Linked DNA regions of Sus scrofa: region 1 is linked to region 2. The links are chromatin contacts, called in public HiChIP or PLAC-seq maps. All regions are on one chromosome and are shown on one strand. Each heading gives the region's core, a stretch centred on a gene start, on an enhancer-like site or on the middle of the called end of the contact. The rest is flanking DNA. Distances are from core to core; before and after follow the strand shown.

Region 1 (3,287 bases), core at 742-3,241, 62 kb before region 2:
AAATTTGAGGTCAGAAAAAGAAAGTGACCAGACACTGGAGATCCTCCCCAAACAAGAATTTAAACCTAGGCCTAGCTCAATTCCAGAGACTATGCCCAAACCACTGCACCATGCTGGAGAACCTTGTGGCCCCTTACTTTCGGCTTCTGCTCCCACTAAGTACACAAGACTCTCTGTCTCATTGAATGCTTACCAACATCACTGTCAGTTTCCTTTTCCTTTTTGCCCAATTTGTTAAGTGAATCACCATGTTTTAAGCCTGCCTTATGCAGCCATCTAAAAGGATGCTTGGAGTAAAAATTTGTAAATATACACAAATACATGTCCACTTAAATATCACCACCAATATCTGCATTTAGTAAATTAAGATAATGGTATGTCAGGTTTTTAAAAGCAGAAAATAGCAACAGTTTGATGAGAATATCTCACATTGCTTGCCAGAGCATTTTGTTCTCATTGTCCCAAATTAATTCAGGCGCCAGCATCTATGTTGGAAACTGAGTCATCTGAACAGTTCAGAGGGCCTAGATGTTACTGAAGCTGCCTCCTTGAGGCTTGACGGGAGAGATACCGCCCAGGAAGTTTCATTCTTCAATCAGGCCCCAAGTGTGGTGGTGCTCTGGGCCCAACCATGGGCAGATGCATCCAGTAGATGGCAGCATCTCACAGAACAAGGACTGGGGAAGCCGACTGTCCGCTAGGAACTGAGAAAACTGACGCCTGACCATCCCATGCAGGTGCAACTAAGCTCCCGTGGGGAAAAGGAGAACAGACTTCCTGTGTGGGTCCCATCAGCCCTACCCAGGGTACCCAGGAGACTTGGAGATTCTGGACCAACTGAGCAAAAAGGGCCCTTAACCATCATCTTGTCTAGTGCTGCCGAATATGTGTCCAAGGACCAACAGAATCACCTGGGAACTTGTTAAGAATTCAGATTCCCGGGTCTCGCCCCACAATACTTTGGTCAGAAACTTGGGGTGGTGTGGGCCAGCAATCTGTTCTCACAAGCCCTTCAGGTGATTCAGATCCATTGGACGTTGCAGAAGCACCTATCATTTTAGGAGTAGGGAAATCGAGGCCAAAGGAAGTAACTTATCACATAGCCAGGCAGTGGCAGAACCACCCTGGAACCCAGATTCCCAGATTCCCAGTCCTTTTCTTTCTTTCTTTTTTTTTTTTTTTTGTCTTTTTAGGGCCATATCTGCAGCATATGGAAGTTCCCACGTTAGGGGTCAAATCAGAGCTATAGCTGCTGGCCTACACCACAGCCACAGCAACGCCAGATCCAAGCGGCACCTGCGACCTACACCATAACTCATGCAATGCCAGATCATTAACCCACTGAGCGAGGCCAAGGATCAAACCCACATCCTCATGGATACGAGTCGGGTTCTTAACCCACGGAGCCACCAGGGGAACTCCCCTACACAGTATTTTTAAAGATTTGACTTTGTGGGCAACCTTCTAAGACTGGAAGCCACTACATAAAAGTCAGGATTTCTAGTCTCGGAAAATGTGGCCCATCTTTCAAATGCTTTGACCATTGGCAATTGGGCCTGCACTCCCCAGGGGCTAGGCTTCCCTGGAGCTGAGAGGGGTGTTCCCCATTCCCCACAGCCTGCACCACTCCCTGGTGCCCCACACCGGCACTCTTCACCCATTTATGTTATCTGCCTGGTGCCTGAATGCATCTGGTTCAAAGCTCTGATCTGGAGGGGTAGAGGCATTCGTATGGAATGTCATTCTAGGTGATCTGTACCAGGCTAGTGCCTTATCCCCATTTTACAGATGAAGAAATTAAGGTTTAGGGAGGTTAAGTGAATTGCTTAAGGTCATAAGAACTGGCTGGATTAGAACCCAAATCCCGCAGCTCCAAGGACAATACCCTGGTCAGAGATCCCCATGAAAAACAGTTCAACTCCAAGGGCAAGAACGTTGTGGCACTGGGGACCCAGAGGGGAAGTTGTGACAGGGACGGAAGGCCACACTCACTCATCTGTGAGAAAGCAAAAGCAAGAGACAGCTGGTTTGGGGGCAGCAGTCCAACAGGAGCTCTGGCTGGGCCCTAGGGCCAGGCTTTAGCCACACAACTGCCAGGACTCCTCAACACCCAGCAGGGTCAGGGAGCTCAGCCACAAACAACGGTGAGTAGTTTTTCTTGCTGTTTTATTTTTTTTTTTATTTTTTTTTTTTTTTTTTTGTCTTTTTGTTGTTGTTGTTGCTATTTCTTGGGCCGCTCCTGCGGCATATGGAGGTTCCCAGGCTAGGGGTCGAATTAGAGCTGTAGCCACTGGCCTACGCCACAGCCACAGCAACTTGGGATCTGAGTTGCATCTGCAACCTACACCACAGCTCACGGCAACGCCAGATCGTTAACCCACTGAGCAAGGGCAGGGACCGAACCCGCAACCTCATGGTTCCTAGTCGGATTCGTTAACCACTGCGCCACGACGGGAACTCCCTCTTGCTGTTTTATTTGGGGATCCTTCCTCATTGCAGAAAACCTGTGTTCTTAACTTACCCCTTCCCTCCAGGGTTGGGAGAAGCTGGGTGGGCCTGCCAGGGGCCAGGAGATGGATGTCCCGTGAGGCCTCCTGAGGTTTTTGAGGGCCAGCACTGGAAGGCACAGGGCTGGTCCAATCCCTACCTTCAGACAGGTCAAGAATCAGCCCTCGGCTTTCATGTCTATCAAAGTTAGGATAGAAGGTGATGCTCACAGCCCGCAGACAGCCTCACATGTGCCAGGTGCTACTCTAAGGGCCTTTCATGATTAAATTTATTTAATCCTCACAACTGTCTACAGTAGGTGCTATTATCATTCCCCGCTCGGCAGACGGGGCCTCAGCTACTTACCTGATGTTACAAGGGCATGAAGTGAGGGTGCTGGGCTTGCACTTCGGCATCTGGCTCCACAGCTTACTTACTCTTTGACCACAAGGCTATCCTGCCTTACAAGGTACAGGCTTGAATAGCAGGTGGTGGCCAGGAAAGAACCCCAAAAGACTAGGGCTCGAAGAGATCACCTGGTGAGTCCTGGCCTTCATTTTACAGATGGGGAAACTGAGGCACAGAGAGACACGGATTGCCCAGTTGGGGCATCTCGGTAGTGTAATGTGGTCTAGTCCACGCTAGACTCAGAAGACCAGGGTCCACTTCCCTGGAGGTTCCACTCAGGGAACAGTAGTGCTGACACATGTGCACTGGGGCCAGTGTCTGGGTGTGAACCCCAGGGCTGCCTCTAGTAACCCTAGGGCCTTAGACAAATCACGCCACTTCTCTTCCAAGAA
Region 2 (3,162 bases), core at 178-2,677:
GCATTGCTGTAAGGATAGCTGTTATTAACATGTTCTCCAAAGCCCCCTGGTATAGTCCCTGCCAATCTCTCTCATCTTAGTAGGAAGTCCCGTTTTAACTCCCTCCTGCTCTCCAGTCCTTCTAGCCTTCTTTTCATCTTTCTGAAGCAATATTTTCAGAAATTTCTAATTGCAGCCTACAGTAATAAATTTTACAGTGCAACCTAGTTTGTTGTGTAATAACAGAAGTTTTGTAAAGCAGTACTTAGATTTCTATTTATACAATGCACTGCGATATTTTCTATCCTACTTATTTTGTCTTATTTATTTTTATGGCCACACCTGTGGCATATAGAAGTTCCCCAACTAGGGGTCAAATCAGAGCTGCAGCTGCCAGCCTAAGCCACAACCACAGCAAGATCTGAGCTACATTTGCAACCTACGCTGCAGCTTGCAGCAACACCAGATCCTTAAACTACTGAGCAAGACCAAGAGATCAAACCCACGTCATCATGTATATTAGTCGAGTTCTTAACCCAGTGAGCCACAACAGTAACTCCTATGCTATTTCTTTTAAAAAGTACCCACTAAAGAAGTTCTCTGTCGTGGTGCAGCGGAAATGAATCCGATCAGGAACCATGAGGTTGCAGGTTCGATCCCTGGCCTCACTCGGTGGGTTAAGAATCTGGCACTGCTGTAGGTCACAGACGAGGCTCGGATCTGGCGTTGCTGTAGCTCTGGCGTGGGCCGGCGGCAACAGCTTTCCGATTAGACCTCTAGCCTGGGATCCTCCATAGGCTGCGGGTGCAGTCCTAAAAAGACCAAAAAAAAAAAAAAAAAGTACCTACTAAAGTACTATTTATTTAATAAGCCACTAGAGAAAAAACAAGCAACAAAATCCAATGTGGATTCCTGATTTTTTTAAAGCTTTTAATAAAAAAGGATTTTTTAAAAAGTACCCACTAAATTGATTTTATGACCAATGGGGTACAACACTGGTCACAGGCATTCAATTTTGAAAAACGCTGCTCTAAACATTCAATTTCTTTGCCTAGGGGCCTTTGCATAATGCTATGCTCTGTCCGGAAAATTCTTCTTGTATCCTCTTTACCTGGGTAAATCTTACTTATTCTTCGAGGTGTGAAATCAAAGGACGCTTCTCTTTCTTGAGTCAACTGCCTGCATTTGAGTCCCAAAGATCATGATTAATGAATTATTATATGCAAACAACTCAGAACAGTGCATGGCAAATAGTAACGCTTCATCTTATAATTGCGTGATTGTTAACATCTGTCTCCCCATACCCCCTAGACTACAAACCCCTGAAGTCAGAGACTTTGGTTAACTTTTGTTCATCTTTATAGTCTTAGCGCCTCACTTCGCCTGGCACACAAAGAGCGTCAGAAAAGACGAAAAACTTAGACAGGCTGGGGGCGGAGCCAGCGTAGTGCGTCACCACGTCGTCCCAGAGGCCCCGCCTGGGGGCGGGGCCATGCCCAGCTGGCGAAGGGGGACGCGCGGACCTCTGCTGGGCAGCCGCGGGGGAAGCTGGGGCAAGATGGCGACAGTAAGAAAGGTGCCGCTACGGAGACTGGTGGGCTTGGCATCCCTTCGGGCTGTAAGTGCCCCGACCCGCCCGGGGGCGGTCCTGAAGGCACCTTGACGGTGAAGGTCGGGGGCTTGACCCGTAGCGGCTGGTCTGTGAAAGGCGAAGGCCGACAGCTCTTTCACAGAGGGCCTCGGCGTCTTGAACCCTGTCTGTCCCGCCCAAAGCTCTTGAGGGGCATAGGGAAACTGAGGCCCAGAGATGGGGAGCGACTTGTCCAGGTTGTCAGGACCTGAGACGCCATCCCAGACGTCCTAATTCCCTGGCTTAGGTTCTTCCTGGTGTCTCTGGCATCTTTCTCTGTCCGATTGAACTTTAACTTCAGACTAAAGTGACACAGTGAAAATCGTGAATACTCTGTCCGTTGCCAGTGGAAAAAGCAAGGTTATCCCCCTCTGTCCGTCTCCATTTCCAGCTCTTGTTGCGTTTGGGGACGCTTGGCGAGCTGTTCCAGGGTGCAGAGCAGGATTTGGATCATGTGGGGCTAAGTGTGATTACCTTGGAATTGTGTCCTGATGTTTTCCCTCTTCTTTCCCATGCTCAGTGAGTGGACCTAATCGTTTAAAGGGTTGAATACACTGTGTTGGTTAAAGCTCAAAAATTGTGGTGAGCCAGTGGTTATGACGCCACTTTTTTAGGTTGAGTGACAGGTCTCTAAACCCCTTTTCTTGAACTATAGCATGAAAAAATGTTACCTCAGTGTGGGTTTGGAGATTAAAGAAGATGTAGGTAAAGCATTTGACATTGTTCTAGGCCCGTGAGTGATCGATGAATTTTGTTGCCTTAGAGTTTAGAAGGAATTAAAACTGTATAGTGTTGGGAGTTCCCGTCATGGCGCAGTGGTTAACGAATCCGACTAGGAACCATGAGGTTGCGGGTTCGGTCCCTGCCCTTGCTCAGTGGGTTAACGATCCGGCGTTGCCGTGAGCTGTGGTGTAGGTTGCAGACGCGGCTCGGATCCCGCGTTGCTGTGGCTCTGGCGTAGGCCGGTGGCTACAGCTCCGATTCGACGATTCGACTCCTAGCCTGGGAACCTCCATATGCCGCAGCAGCGGCCCAAAGAAATAGCAAAAAGACCAAAAAAAAAAAAAAAAAAAATTAAAAAAAAACAAAAAAACTGTATAGTGGTAAAAATTTCACTGTCTTGGCAATGGGCCCCTCTCAGAAAACCACTTCAGTGTCTCCTAGGCCACCCTCCCCCATCAACTACTCATGTGCCAGAAAAGCTAGTAATTCCAACTTGCCAAGTTAAGAAAATTAAATGAGATGGTGGATGTAAATGTGCTTTGAAAAAATTCCTGGTGTAGTGAGATGGTGGTAGGTAGTAGGTTCAAGGTTACTAGCATAGACTTGGTGTCAGAAGCAGACAGTTAAGTCCAAACTTCCTCACTTCCTACTGGGTGAACTGGGGTATTTCTGAGGCTGTTTCTTCCTCTTTGTAGTTGGGATAGTGATAGTCCTTGTCATGTAGGGACTAAATGAGGTGCTGATGTCTGGAAGTTAGCACTGGGCTTTAGTCATTATCGGCTGTTTGATATAGACACCATAGCTCAGAAGTTGTGGCCTGGGATTTGTGT

The links. HiChIP or PLAC-seq counts read pairs in DNA pulled down with a chosen protein or histone mark.
Region 1: a contact with region 2 is called in an H3K27ac HiChIP or PLAC-seq map of alveolar macrophages. The contact joins the promoter of CNR2 here to the promoter of HMGCL in region 2. A contact is called at or near these places in 1 of 5 promoter capture datasets (liver), 15 of 47 Hi-C or Micro-C datasets (alveolar macrophages, blood, brain and 9 more) and 1 of 2 datasets of contacts at active chromatin or transcription factors (alveolar macrophages).

What each region holds. Positions count from the first base shown.
Region 1 is chr6:81,691,254-81,694,540 of Sscrofa11.1, reverse strand. CNR2 (cannabinoid receptor 2) reads left to right here and starts at 1,991. Exons shown (of 2, transcript XM_021095532.1): 1 at 1,991-2,144.
Region 2 is chr6:81,628,719-81,631,880 of Sscrofa11.1, reverse strand. HMGCL (hydroxymethylglutaryl-CoA lyase, mitochondrial) reads left to right here and starts at 1,427. Exons shown (of 9, transcript XM_005656051.3): 1 at 1,427-1,555. The coding sequence starts at 1,472.